2 separate regions of the Triticum aestivum genome follow, and region 2 is linked to region 1. Evidence: chromatin contacts called from public Hi-C data. All regions are on one chromosome and are shown on one strand. Each heading gives the region's core, a stretch centred on a gene start, on an enhancer-like site or on the middle of the called end of the contact. The rest is flanking DNA. Distances are from core to core; before and after follow the strand shown. Region 1 holds the start of LOC123137899 (dual specificity protein kinase YAK1 homolog). Region 2 holds the start of LOC123137901 (rop guanine nucleotide exchange factor 14).

Region 1 (6,596 bases), core at 1,186-3,685:
TATGACCAAGCATTTCAAATGTGATGCACAAATGATTTTTCCATGGAAAAAAATCCAGCATCCGGACGATGTGGTGCTGATCATCAGGATCAAATTTGTCATTTAGCTGCAAATACATGAAACCAGTGTTGTGATGCCAATATTTTCAACAAAATAAGTAAACCCTAAGTAGATTACCATACCATGCTCAACAATGAGACTTCCATGATAGCCTGCTGATAAAAGGCAGGCTGGTTTTTTATAACCTTCACTGCAACATAACTGTTGGTTTCTGCATCCCAGCATTTAGCAACCTGCCCAAAGGTACCTTGGCCAAGCATTTCTTCGACAATGTACCTTATTACCAAAAAATAATGCCAAATGAAATGATGAAGCATAACTTAAACAATCTGAATCCTGAGATGAGCAGTTGTGGAAAAAAAGTTGAACCGGCTAGATCTACCAGACAAGTTCTACAAATTGAAAGAAGAAACCAAATATTGCGACAGACCTTCAGATATATTTCTTCTTTCACATACCTTGACTTCTTAATTCTCATAAATAATGGGGCCCTCCAAGTATTCATAGATATTTCTAACTTATAAAAATCAACTTCTTGCAAAAGTGAATTTGTGTGCTAAAAGTGTATGAAGTAACCAACGAGAAACAAAAATGTTAAAGCTGGTACACTGGAAAATAACTAAACTAACCTCCGGTCTGACTTCTTATTAACCAATTCCAAGTTGACATACAAGATTAGGTCAGAATTTGCATTATCAAGGCCATCATTGTGAACAGGAACTGCAGGACTGGTGAGGAAGTGCTTGGGATTTAGTGAATCTACGTAATTAAACTCAGGATTGCATTTTTCAAAAGTTTGGACGATGTCTCTGGTCAATCTTGCAACAATCTGCAGGAATAAACAATTGATTCAGAGTTGGTATATCAGAGGTATATGGGCATGTGGTGCATATGAACAATGGTAACAAACTGAATTATAAATGCAATCCATCTTCTGTCCCATAACACACTAATAGAGATCAGCAACAGTGTTAAAGGATGTTCTTATAGCATTGCATTATACGTTGGATGGTATATGCAGGTTTGCATTGTCCAATGATCCATATTTTCTAAAAGAGATATCAACTACAAGTAGGATCCTGACACACTTTTAGTTGTGCACTTGCGTAATATTTCCCAGTCACTTATACTTGGAATCTCTTTACACTCATGATGGATTGGAATAGCAAGTCAAGCAAACAAAACATGTATATTATATATAACTCAACACTGAATGATTGTTGCAGAAAAAATAGGTGTGGTTAATGAATGGGAATGCTAATTGTAGTCAGAAATGAGGTTTGCCTCTGATTAATCAAAAGACAATTTGAGCAGACGACACTGCTCCAGCTGGTCATACTTTTAGTTGCCTGAAGCGTGCGTCCAAGCATCAGGAAAAAGGCAAAGGCAGCAGCAGCAGGAACGGTGCTGATTCGAGTAGTTCAAGTCACCGAAGTTTAAGATGTAGTATTGGTTTCTTAAGCTGTAACGGTTTCTTACGAGCATTTCATTCTAATTAATTTCCAACTACGACGACCTCTGTGAATCGCTCAATCCAATTGACAGTTCAAATTCAGCACGGTGATCCCGAGAATAGCTCCAAAAGGGAAAGCAAGCAAGCATCTTTTGTTAGCCCCGTGAGAGGGGAAGGTGTAGGAAACGTACAGGCCTCTTCCTGACGGCGCGTAGATTGCTTGAACGGGCGGCAACCCCATTGCCCCGGGCGGACGGCGCCTCCGCCCGGTCGCCCACCACCGCAGCAGCGTAGGACCGGAACACTGTGGACTTGGTCGGCGCCCACGGCGGCGGCCCCGCCGCCTTCCTCTCCCTCCCAGTCTCCTCCATTCGCCTAACGCAACCACCTCCCAACAGGCAGGCGCAAAGCGCCCGCAGAGATAAGTGCCCAACGACAACAGCAACAACAACACGTCAGCCCAACCCGCACCAGCCCAGGCTCCTGTTGGGATCACGGCAGCGCACTCCGAAGCAGAAGCGGCAGCAGCAGCAGCAGCAGACTAAGCGGCCGCCGGCGGAGTAAAGCTGCATCCTATGAAGCGGCCATCGCCCAATGCTACTCCGGCCCGCGGCCCCGCCGATCCGATCTCCCCGGCCCTCCGCCTCCTCCTCTCGCCGCTCGGGACTCCCCCGGGCGGCGCCAACGGCTCGGAGCCGGACCGAATTGGGCGGGTAGGGTTTTGGGCCGAGGACGACGGGCTGCTCGTACCCGCCGTACTCGGGGCGGCGGCGGCGGGGAAGTGGAGGTGGTGGAGCAGTGGGGAATTTGGAGCGGGGCGGCGAGTCCCAATCCCCTCCTCCTCCTGCTCCTCCCTCTTTCGTCTCTTTTCTTCCTTTCCTTCCTCGTCTCCGTCACCTCCCCTCGACTCTGTGGTTTTTTTTCCGATCGCCTTCTTTCCAGCTAATATATATACACACGTCTGGATTTTAATTACTGCGGTTAAGCAGTGGAGTTGTAACACGGCCCCAGTGGCAACGGCCTGCAATTATCAACTTCGCCGCTAAGCACCGCTGTCATCGCGTGCTAGGCCGCGCAACGTCACTGTGCTAGTGCGAGCGTGGCCGTCCGATCTGTTCATCGTGCGGCTTTAAATGGTGGAGAAACAAGATATGTTCCATTTATTTCCGCCGAAAGGGTTGCGCGGAAAGATATTCATATATATCTGGTATGACTTGCCGTCTGTGGGCTGCCGGTCACGTAAACAAGTAAATGGCGAGCAATGAATGGCGAAAGATCGGGAAACGCATATGTTGGGCCGGCGCATTTTCTAAAGATGTGCAATGATCGAGCCATCAAGATAGATGGATAGACGTGGAGCAATTTCCGAGTGCGTTACGAGATGTGTAATGGCCGATTCTTCAAGATAGATGGATCGAAAAGGGATTTCCGGATGCTTACAAGATCATGCAATGGTTGAATCTTCAAGATAGATGGATAGATGAGAAGTAATTCCTGGATTTTAATTACTGCAGTTAAGCAATATGATTATAAACACAGTCCAGTGACAACGACCCACAATCATCAACGTCGTCATGCTAAGCACTGATGTCATCGTGTGTTAGGCAGTGGAACGTCACTATACTAATGCGAGTGTGGCCGTCCGATCAGTCCATCGTGCGGCTCTAAATGGTCAAGAAGTAATATATGTTCCATTTATTTCCGCCCGAAAGGGCTGCGTTGAAAGAGATTCATATATATCTGGTATGACTCGCCGTTGGTGGGCTGGCGGTCACGTAAACAAGTAACTGACGATCAATGAATGGCGAAAGATCAGGAAACGCATACGTTGGGCCGGCGCATTTTCGGAAGATGTGCAATGATCGAGCCATCAAGATAGTTGGATAGACGTGAAGCAATTTCCGGGTGCATTACGAGATGTGTAATGGCTGATTCTTCAAGATAGATGGATCAAAAGGGAATTCCGGATGCTTACAAGATCGTGTAATGGGTGAATCTTCAAGATAGATGGATAGACGAGAAGTAATTTCTGGATTTTAATTGCTGCAGTTAAGCAATAGGATTATAAACACGGTCCGGTGAAAACGGCCCAGAGTCATCAACGTCGCCATGTTAAGCACCGCTGTCATCGTGTGTTAGGCAGTGGAACGTCACTATACTAATGCGTGTGTGGCCGTCCGATTTGTCCACCGTGCGACTCTAAATGGTCAAGAAATAATATATGTTTCATTAATTTTCTGCCGAAAGTGTTACGCTGAAAGATATTCGTATGTATCTAGTATGACTCGCCGTCGGTGGGCTGGCGGTCACGTAAACAAGTAACTCACAATCAATGAATGGCGAAAGATCGGGAAATGCATATGTTGGGCCGGCGCATTTTCTGAAGATGTGCAATGGTCGAACCATCAAGATAGATGGATAGACGTGAAGCAATTTTCGGGTGCGTTACGAGATGTGTAATGATCGATTCTTCAAGATAGATGGATCGAATAGGGATTTCCGGATGCTTACAAGATGGTGTAATGGTTGAATCTTGAAGATAGATGGATAGACGAGAAGTAATTCCTCGATTTTAATTATTGCAGTTAAGCAATGGAATTGTAAACACAGTCCAGTGACAACGACCCACAATCATCAACGTCGCCATGCTAAGCACCGCTGTCATCATGTGTTAGGCGGTGGATCACTATACTAATGCGAGTGTGGTCGTCCGATCTGTCCATCGTGCGGCTCTAAATGGTCGAGAAATAATATATGTTTCATTTATTTGTTGCCGAAAGTGCTATGCTAAAAGATATTTATATATATTTGGTATGACTCGGTGTTGGTGGGCTGCCGGTCACGTAAATGAGTAACCGGCGAACAATAAATGGTGAAATATTGGGAAACGCGTATGTTAGGCCAGCACATTTTCTCGATATGTGCAATGATAGAGTCATCAAGGTGGATGGACAGACCAGAAGCAATTTTCGGGTGCGTTACAAGATGTGTAACGGTCGGTTCTTCGAGATAGATGGATAGATGAAAAGGGATTCCCAGATGGCTAAATGTTCATGATAGATGGATAGACGAGAAGTAATTCCCAGATGCGTTACAAGATGTGTAATGATCGGGCCATCATGATAGATGGATAGACAAGAAGTAATTCCCGGGTGCGTTACAAGATGTGGTGTTGTCGATCCTTCAAGATGCATGGATAAATGAGAAGGGATTTTCGGGTGCGCTACAAGATGAGTAATGGCTGGATCTTCAATATAGATGGATAGACGCGAAGTAATTCTCGGAAGCGTTAGTAGAAGTTTAATGATCAAGTCTTTAGGATAGATGGATAGGCAAACAGGGATGTGTTACAATATGTGTAATGGCCAAGTCTTAGTGATAGATGGGTAGATGGAAAGTGGCTAGTGTCCATCAGTTACTAAGCTTCGAGTCACATTCACGTCATCCACGATGAGTCGATGGCGCCTAGAGTTGAGTTTCGATTGCCACTCGTGTCATAAATAGGTAAATGACAAATTGGCACCGTAAATTAGAAGATTGTTGGGTCATACTAATGCATTGTAAGATAGAGGATACCTGGGAGTTATTATCGACGGTTGCTATGTACATCATGACTATGCCTCATGATATGTATCAATGTCATCACATCTGACCTAGAGTTAAACTTTGCAATGCCCTTCACGTAAGAAAAGGTAAACGACATGAAGATGCAAGAGATAGAAGGATCAATGACTTGACCGCAAACGTACAAGATATGGTTCTATCCCGAACATAGTGTTAGGGCGGGCTTAGGCCCAATCCTAGGAAGTCTCTAGGTCTGGTCCAACCTAACTGCTCACGCACACACACACACACACACACACACACACACACACACTCACTCACTCACAACACCCACACACATTATTCGGGGCATACTAGAGAACTATGTGCGACCCAACACCCCTAGGCCTAGCTTAGCCACATTTTTTGTGTGTCCCTAGGGCCGCCACTAGGTCGAACCGCACAACAAGGATGGCAAGTACTCTCCTTGAGAATGATAACATATATCGTGAGGCAAAAGGAATTATGCATACACTCAACATTTTCTATATTCAGTGACAAAAACTCTGGCGACAAAACATGAAACGTCATCAAAGATCATTTTTCGTGACGGTCCACCATCACGAGGTTCCCTCCCCCGGTGAGTCGAGAAGCCGACACAACGAGGTTAACGTGGCTACGACGCTACGACAAGGTGAACGCGGCTGCGAGGGCACGGCAAGGCTACATGCCATAGTTGAAGGGAGAAGTCATGTGTGGACTGCGACAGCATGAAACAGGGGCGATTTCAGGTGAGATCTATTTACTAAAAAACATCGTACCAAATAGCAGATGTGTTCTATTTACTTTTCATGTTGTGTAGGCAATGGATCATGGTGGGATTGCTCATGGAACGGTGTTGACGTCACCATACATGGCTGTCATGAATCATTTATGGAATTCGTGCTTGCTCACAACAACGGGTGAAGATATGTTGTATCCATGCAAAAATTACCGTAGTGGGATTCACGAAACTATTGATGTTGTCAGATGTCACTAGTATGCTCAGGACCTATACGAGGTAGATCTATGTGAAGGAAATATGCCCTAGAGGCAATAATAAAGTTCTTATTTTATATTATATTTCCTTATTCATGGTAAAGGTTTATTATTCATGCTAGAATTGTATTGATCGGAAACTTAAATACATGTGTGAATACATAAACAAATACCGTGTCCCTAGTAAGCCTCTACTAGACTAGCTCGTTGATCAAAGATGATTAAGGTTTCCTAACCATAGACATGTGTTGTCATTTGATAACGGGATCACATCATTACGAGAATGATGTGATGGACAAGAACCATCCGTTAGCTTAGCATAATGATTGTTCAGTTTATTGCTATTGCTTTCTTCATGTCAAATACATATTCCTTCGACTATGAGATTATGCAACTCCCGGATACCAGAGGATTACCTTGTGTGCTATCAAACATCACAATGTAACTGGGTGATCATAAATAAGCTCTACAGGTATCTCCGAAGGTGTTTGTTGAGTTAACA
Region 2 (6,296 bases), core at 918-3,417, 400 kb after region 1:
CTATCGATCGGACAAGGAGATCATAAACTAGTGTACTATACTAGCTCCAGTTGCCGTGTCTTTCGTGGCCGGTGATCCCCATTTACTCCCACGTCGCACAGCAGAGTGTGGCAGCCAGCCTCTGATGAGAAAGCACGCGTGCAGGGGTACGCGATGAACAGTGGGCTGCCGCAGGCCCTGACTTCTGGGTTCCGAATGACAGTACCACCCGGGCATCTCTAACAGGCTCGGCGGCTTTGATTTGAGCAGCTGAAAGGGTTGTAACTTGCAAGTAAAAGCTCCTAATTTCGGGCCAGATTTGGGACCTCCTGATGCAGCACGGCAGGGCGCCCGGGGTTTGCACACACGGGCATCCAACGGCTAACAGCTAGTACCACTACCAACTCGTGCACTCGAGTATAAAAATGGGTAACGAAGATACGAACATAAACTGCCTTGATGAACACCACGCAACAGATCAAAAATTTAGACCAAAAATGTCACTACCAGGACCTAAGAGAGAAAGGGTGAGGGGATAAGGGTCTCTCTTATGATGCTTACTTTCCGGCTCTTGGTCCATGTCGACGCTGAAGTCCTGCGGCCGCCGCCGGCAGCAGGCCAGCGTCTTCATCCTCATCTTCCTCCTCCCCGGCAAGCACGATCAGTGGGCACCAAACCTGAAACCCCAGAGACATCGCAACGGGCAGAAGAGTCAGACGAACTCAAAACCAATCTCAAAACTACTAGTAAATGCGCTGCCGCAATAAACGCGGGGAGCCGTACGCGGCGGCGATTTGGAGGCGAGGCGACCGGCGAACGGCAAGAGAAGGAGACGGGTTCCCGTCGGTACGGCCGCAGATTTTAATCCCCTCACCTCACCCCCTCCCTTTAATTTGTTTACCGCGACGCGCCACCTCCCTCGCCCACGTCCACGAACGAACGAACAATCGCGCCTTTTCAGATGCTACCGAATGATTGACGCATCAGCAGCGCAAAGGCAAAAGCGAAAAATAAAGAATTGCTAATGGAGAAGCAAATCTAGCGAGGGTATGCGGCTAAGGGATGCATTGACGGCGCGATATTGCGCATTTACTAGTTACTAATAATCGGAGGCGTCGACTGATGATAAAAATCCGTTGTGTGTCTTTGCTGTCCGGACGGGGATTTATGGGCGCAACGGAAACGGAGGGCGGTGCTACGGCTGGCTGGTGGTGACGCGTCAGGGGGGGGGGGGGGGGGGGCTCGCCGGTCGAGGCACTGGCGGCCGTGCAGGCGGTGCGGAGGCGTTGGGACTTTGAACTTTGAATTTTGAACTGGGCCGGTGGGTGGGAAGGACTAGGGAAAGAAACAGGGTTCACGAGGACATGGGCAGTAGGCTTTCTGTTGTGAGCTTCGCTATGCTATGCTAGCTTTTTAGTGCGGGACGACGACTGTGAGACGGAAAGCGATGACCTGAGAAAAAGATGTGGGGGCAGGGTGAAAAGAGATGAGGTGAAAACTGAAAAGGCCCCGAGGTTTGTTGGCTCGCGCTTTTCCTCCTCCCCGGCGTTGGTGCCGCGGCGAGGCGATGACGGCCTGACGACGACCTCTCGCAAGAAGTTGAGATGGGGCTGTGGAAAGGCAGCTCGCCTCACTACTGCCCTGCGACAGCTTTTTTCATGGCGATGGGGATGGAACGAGCAGGAATGGGGTTAAAAGGGGTCGGTTCGAGGGGGAAATACCGGGAGCGTTCGAGCTCGAATCGCGCCGGCATTTCTAGTGGGCGAGGTTCTTGCGAAATGTAGAGGCGAGGGGAGTGGTGGTACCTTTGCGGCGTCGTTCGGAGGCAAGGTGTCAGCGGCCGGAGCGCTCCGGCATGGATCTGCTGCCAAGGAAACAAGAGGTGATGAGAGAACCTCAATCAAGAAGGAAACCATGAACAGATGGAAATAAGACTGGCTTACCAGTGTAGATGGAGGGAGGCAGAGGCAGGCCTCGAGCGTGAGGAGACGGAGGAGGCAGGGCAGCGAAGAAGAAGAAGAGGGGGAGGAAGCGTGTGTGTCCCTGTGTGAAGGGGGGCTGCTGGTAGTGGTAGTGGTGGTGGTGGTACTCTGGTCTGTCTGACTATGTTGCGATAGATAATAAATGCGGCAGGAAGGGAGAAAAGAACAGAAAGCGGAGCGAAACCAGGAAGCCAAGCATGTGAGCGTGCAGGTGCCGCCGGATCAAATATACTACCCCGCAACCGCACCATCAACGGCTTGCCCCTGGGATTTGCTCCGTACCTCCAACCAACGGAGCCCACCCGCGCTAATCAGCATCTCATCCTGCTCGTCTGGCTCGCTCGTTCGCTCGTTAACCTCTCGCAGCCGGCAGCCCCGCTCCACCACGGGCTCGATGAGTTGAGATCCTGAACCCAAAAGAATGGCTTTGTTTTCTTTCTTTCTGGTAATCACGAAGGAAAAAAAAACCTTTTCTCGTCAGTGTGGTGTGGCAGCGACGCCGCCTACCTACCCATGACGACGGCAGCACGCGGGCGGGATCCAATGCTGCTGCAGCGGCAGCGGGCGGAATCGTTTGCTTCCTCCCTTCTCCTCCCTACCCGATCCCTGACACCTCATTTGTCACCTGTCTCGGCCTTCATTTACCCGCGGAATCGCTTGCCCTTTTCGTTTCCTCCTCCCCTCCCCCTGAGTGACCGATCACTTCAGCCCAGGCACGCTTCTACACTTTCACATTTCCCGGTCAACTTTACTTTTACGACGCGCGCGCAGGCGGTCGGTCGGAGCCGTCGGATGCCGGATGGACGGTTGAGATTCGTGACCGTGGTCTGTAGACCAGGGGTATCCGAGGTCTGATGGATACGTTTGACGTTCCTACACGTACCGCTTTGTTCTCTTGTGTCACGTGTGGCCACTGGCCAGCCATGCCACTACACACGTTCCCGCACGTACTACTTGTCATCCTGGCTGGCTCGATAGGTATACCGGGTCCTGGACGTACACGTAGTGGAATGAAAACAGACGCCATTGATGTACGTGAAGCCGGCCGGAAGAATGGAAGGGGGATAGGGACAAATCACCAGGCGGGTAGAATAGGCAAGAATGCGTGCAAAGTTTTTGGTCCCCAGCCCACTCGCACTCTTTCGGTTTTCTTTCCCAGGCGCGCGACGCGACAACGGGCGCATGTTGCTTCTCGGGCCCAGGGTTACGGACACGAACACACACGCACAGTGACAGTATAATACGGTACCGTGTGTATTGTACGTGCTGCTAGTGGTGGGTCGTTGGAAAGTTCGTCTCAGTGTGCGCACGCGAACTACTATCGGACCGGAGTGCCGGTCCCTCCCGCCGGCATCAACCATGGATGGATACAAAGCGTGTGGCGTGTGGCGTGTGTACGGTGCATCCATCGAAACTCGAGAGCAGTAATATGTGCGCACCGGCCGCGGTTGTCAAATACCCAACCACAAGTTTAGAGCTCGATCGAAAGCCCTGGGACTGGGATCCCCACCACGTCCGGGTGAACCGAAATGATAGGCAATCAGTTGCTACTTGTTCCTTTCCAACAAGAATCACATGTCTCAAAAATCATTGTCTCTAAAAGGTTGTAGATTGCTTGTACGAGTAGAATGTCAACCCGAGCATCATGCATTTGAACCCGTCCAAAACGTACGCTTCAAATCAACCAAAGGCCAGCACACCATACAGGACTCGATAGGACAGGGCGCATGAGTGATCCTGCTCAAGCGGACACACGGCTCAAATGCGGCCCCATTTCCCGTTGCACGCAAGCTATGCATACCATGGTGAATTAGTGATTCGTCCAGTATGTTCACTTCACTCTTCGCAAAAAAAAAGTATGTTCACTTCACATATATACGACCCCGTCCGGGCCACCGAAAGAGGGGAAGGACACGAGCGATAACAAGCGAATGACGATGACCAGCTAGCGCGCAATGCTCACTATCATCGATCGACGCACGGTCGGTCGGTCACGTGCCAACTGCCTTAGACGAGAGGGCAAGGCAAGCAACGCCTCATGAGTGTACTGTAGTAGGCCGTGCAGGTGCAGCACGCACGCTCGAGCCCCTCCCCTGTGCGGTCCAAGCTGCTGCTGTCCAGCAGAATGGAGAGCGACGCATCAGCGCACACATCACACACGCGTCACCTCCGTTCGGCACGTCGATCTTCGGGTGCGCCGGTGCGGGTAGGCCTCGGGTCGGGCGTTCCGAAGGTTTTTGCCTCTCCTTTTCTGGCACGGGCAGGCGCCGACTCTCACGCACGTACTACGCCCTAGGTTGCATCAAGGCCAAGCATATGTAGGGCGTGTTTGGTTGCAGTCTTGAACAGTACCCACATTGCATATACATTTCAACCCAGCCTGACTTTGAAAAAATAGCCTCATATGTGACATCTGCGAGTTGTTTGGTTGCCTGCATATGGACTTTCTGCATTAGAGGATCAACTTTGGCATCTTGTTTGGTTACCTGCATTGTCTCGTGCATGCAACTAACGTTGTTTGGTTGCCCGCATGAGGTATGATTAAGAGCTAGCACTTGCACCTAGCACACAGGGTTAAGAGCTAGCAGAGGAAGGGGAGAAGAAATGCAGTGTGCGTCGGACCATGGCGACTGCGGTGGATAGTGGTCATGGCGTCGTGTCTGACATGACGAGCATGGAGTCGTGGACGAGCGACACCGTCGGCGAACTAGTTGCGGTGCTCGCGCAAAGACAGTGGACAGAGGAGGAGAATGCAGCGCTTGCGCCATGGTATCGTCAGTGCCGTGGACGAGAGAGGAGGCCAAGATGATCGACGCCGGGAACGACTCCAGTGTAGTAGGGCGAGAGAGAGGAGACCAAAATGATCGACCCCGTCGGCGACGCGGCGAACTGCAGTGTGCACGAAGGCAGAGGACACAAGAAAGCAGTGTGCGCGCCATTGCAGCGTCAGCGCAGTACGAGGACGACAGAGAGTAGGCCGAGATGAGCGACACCGGAAACGACTCTAGTGCAGTAGGACGTGGGCAAAGAGATCAAGGGAAAGAGTTTCGGCGTCGAGAGGAATGAATAAAAAAGCTCTGAGTAGAGGACAGAGGAGCTCGACATGGCGGCGTCAGTGCAGCTGCAGTAGACTGTTGTTCAAAGAGAGATGCAACTACGATCGTCGAAACTAAAAACTTACAACATGAATGTTGCGAGGGACTGTGAGATTAGGCTGTTGGTCAAAGAAAATTTCAAATGATCGGTTGTGCGCGACGAATGTGACAAAATTCGTCCAGAATAGCTTCAAACAGAAATACAAGATTAAGAACTTACAGCCGACGAAACTACGAACCGATCGCTTGAATGGAACTGTAGCATCGAGGTGCATCTTTTTCGTATAGAGCTTACCTCGAAACGAAGCACCGTTGTGTAGATCAGAGAAAGGAGATTAGATAGAAGCTTACTCGAGGTTGAAGAAAAACCTAGAGTAATCAGCTCGCATCTCTCCCGTCTTCATTCGTGCAAGGGCCCGCTCGCTAGCGTGCTCGCCTCGGCGTGGCTCGCGAGAAACTGTCGATTCAAGTGTTTTCAGCGAGTCAGGCTCTAGGCTTTTTTAAAAAGCGTGCGATGCGATCTCAACAATGAAAACGGACAACCAAACAGGCCTTTTCGCTGATTGGGTCCGATGCGGGCAACCAAACATGCCCATAGCAACGGATCGGAAGTGGCTCTCATACAAGACCGTTCATCGGCATAGCGCATGGCGGCTTCGTGCCGGCCCCGAAGCTTCACCGCGGCGTACGATGCCACGATTTTTCGAACTTCATGAGGGCGGTGACATGATTTGGAACGCCGATGGGATGGCAGACGTGCTCCGTGGAACGTGGTTGAGGTTCGCAATCACAAGGACGGTTTCGGGCTTCGGGCGCGGCTGACGAGTGGTATTTTTCGGGGGCAGAAGCGAACGATTACGATTTGTGACAAGGAGCAGATCAACGACCCGCCGATCACTGTACGGTCCTCGAATTCGCGGCCGACCACCTTGTTCTAGCACGCCGATGCTGGTCGAGACATCTAGAAATGGGACGAGTTTTTCGCCGATGGGAACGACTGACCGGGGGAAGTCAAACGGGGATGAGACGACGGCGAAGCAACGCCGCTCCTGTGGTCTGCTTGAATCCTCGGCACGGTTCAAATGAGCCCAAGAGCTGCTTTGCTCTTCGGTGGTGAGCTCCCGGCGGGTTTGGTCATCATTCCCTGGGCGCCACGTTGGGTGTTTCCGTCCTTTTTAAGTTTGGTGTAATCGGGTAGTCCTTTTCTCAAAAAACTGCCTTATTAATCAAGTATGGAAAA

Evidence for each region. Hi-C and Micro-C count contacts between places; a contact is called where the count stands out from the background.
Region 2: a contact with region 1 is called in a Hi-C map of leaf, with 4 times the contacts expected there. The contact joins the promoter of LOC123137901 here to the promoter of LOC123137899 in region 1. A contact is called at or near these places in 2 of 5 Hi-C or Micro-C datasets (both in leaf).

Annotation. Positions count from the first base shown.
Region 1 is chr6B:542,639,237-542,645,832 of IWGSC CS RefSeq v2.1, forward strand. LOC123137899 (dual specificity protein kinase YAK1 homolog) reads right to left here and starts at 2,436. Exons shown (of 18, transcript XM_044557778.1): 1 at 1,705-2,436; 2 at 690-889; 3 at 183-336; 4 at 1-106. The coding sequence starts at 1,884.
Region 2 is chr6B:543,041,124-543,047,419 of IWGSC CS RefSeq v2.1, forward strand. LOC123137901 (rop guanine nucleotide exchange factor 14) reads right to left here and starts at 2,168. Exons shown (of 9, transcript XM_044557785.1): 1 at 1,923-2,168; 2 at 1,785-1,840; 3 at 541-656. The coding sequence starts at 616.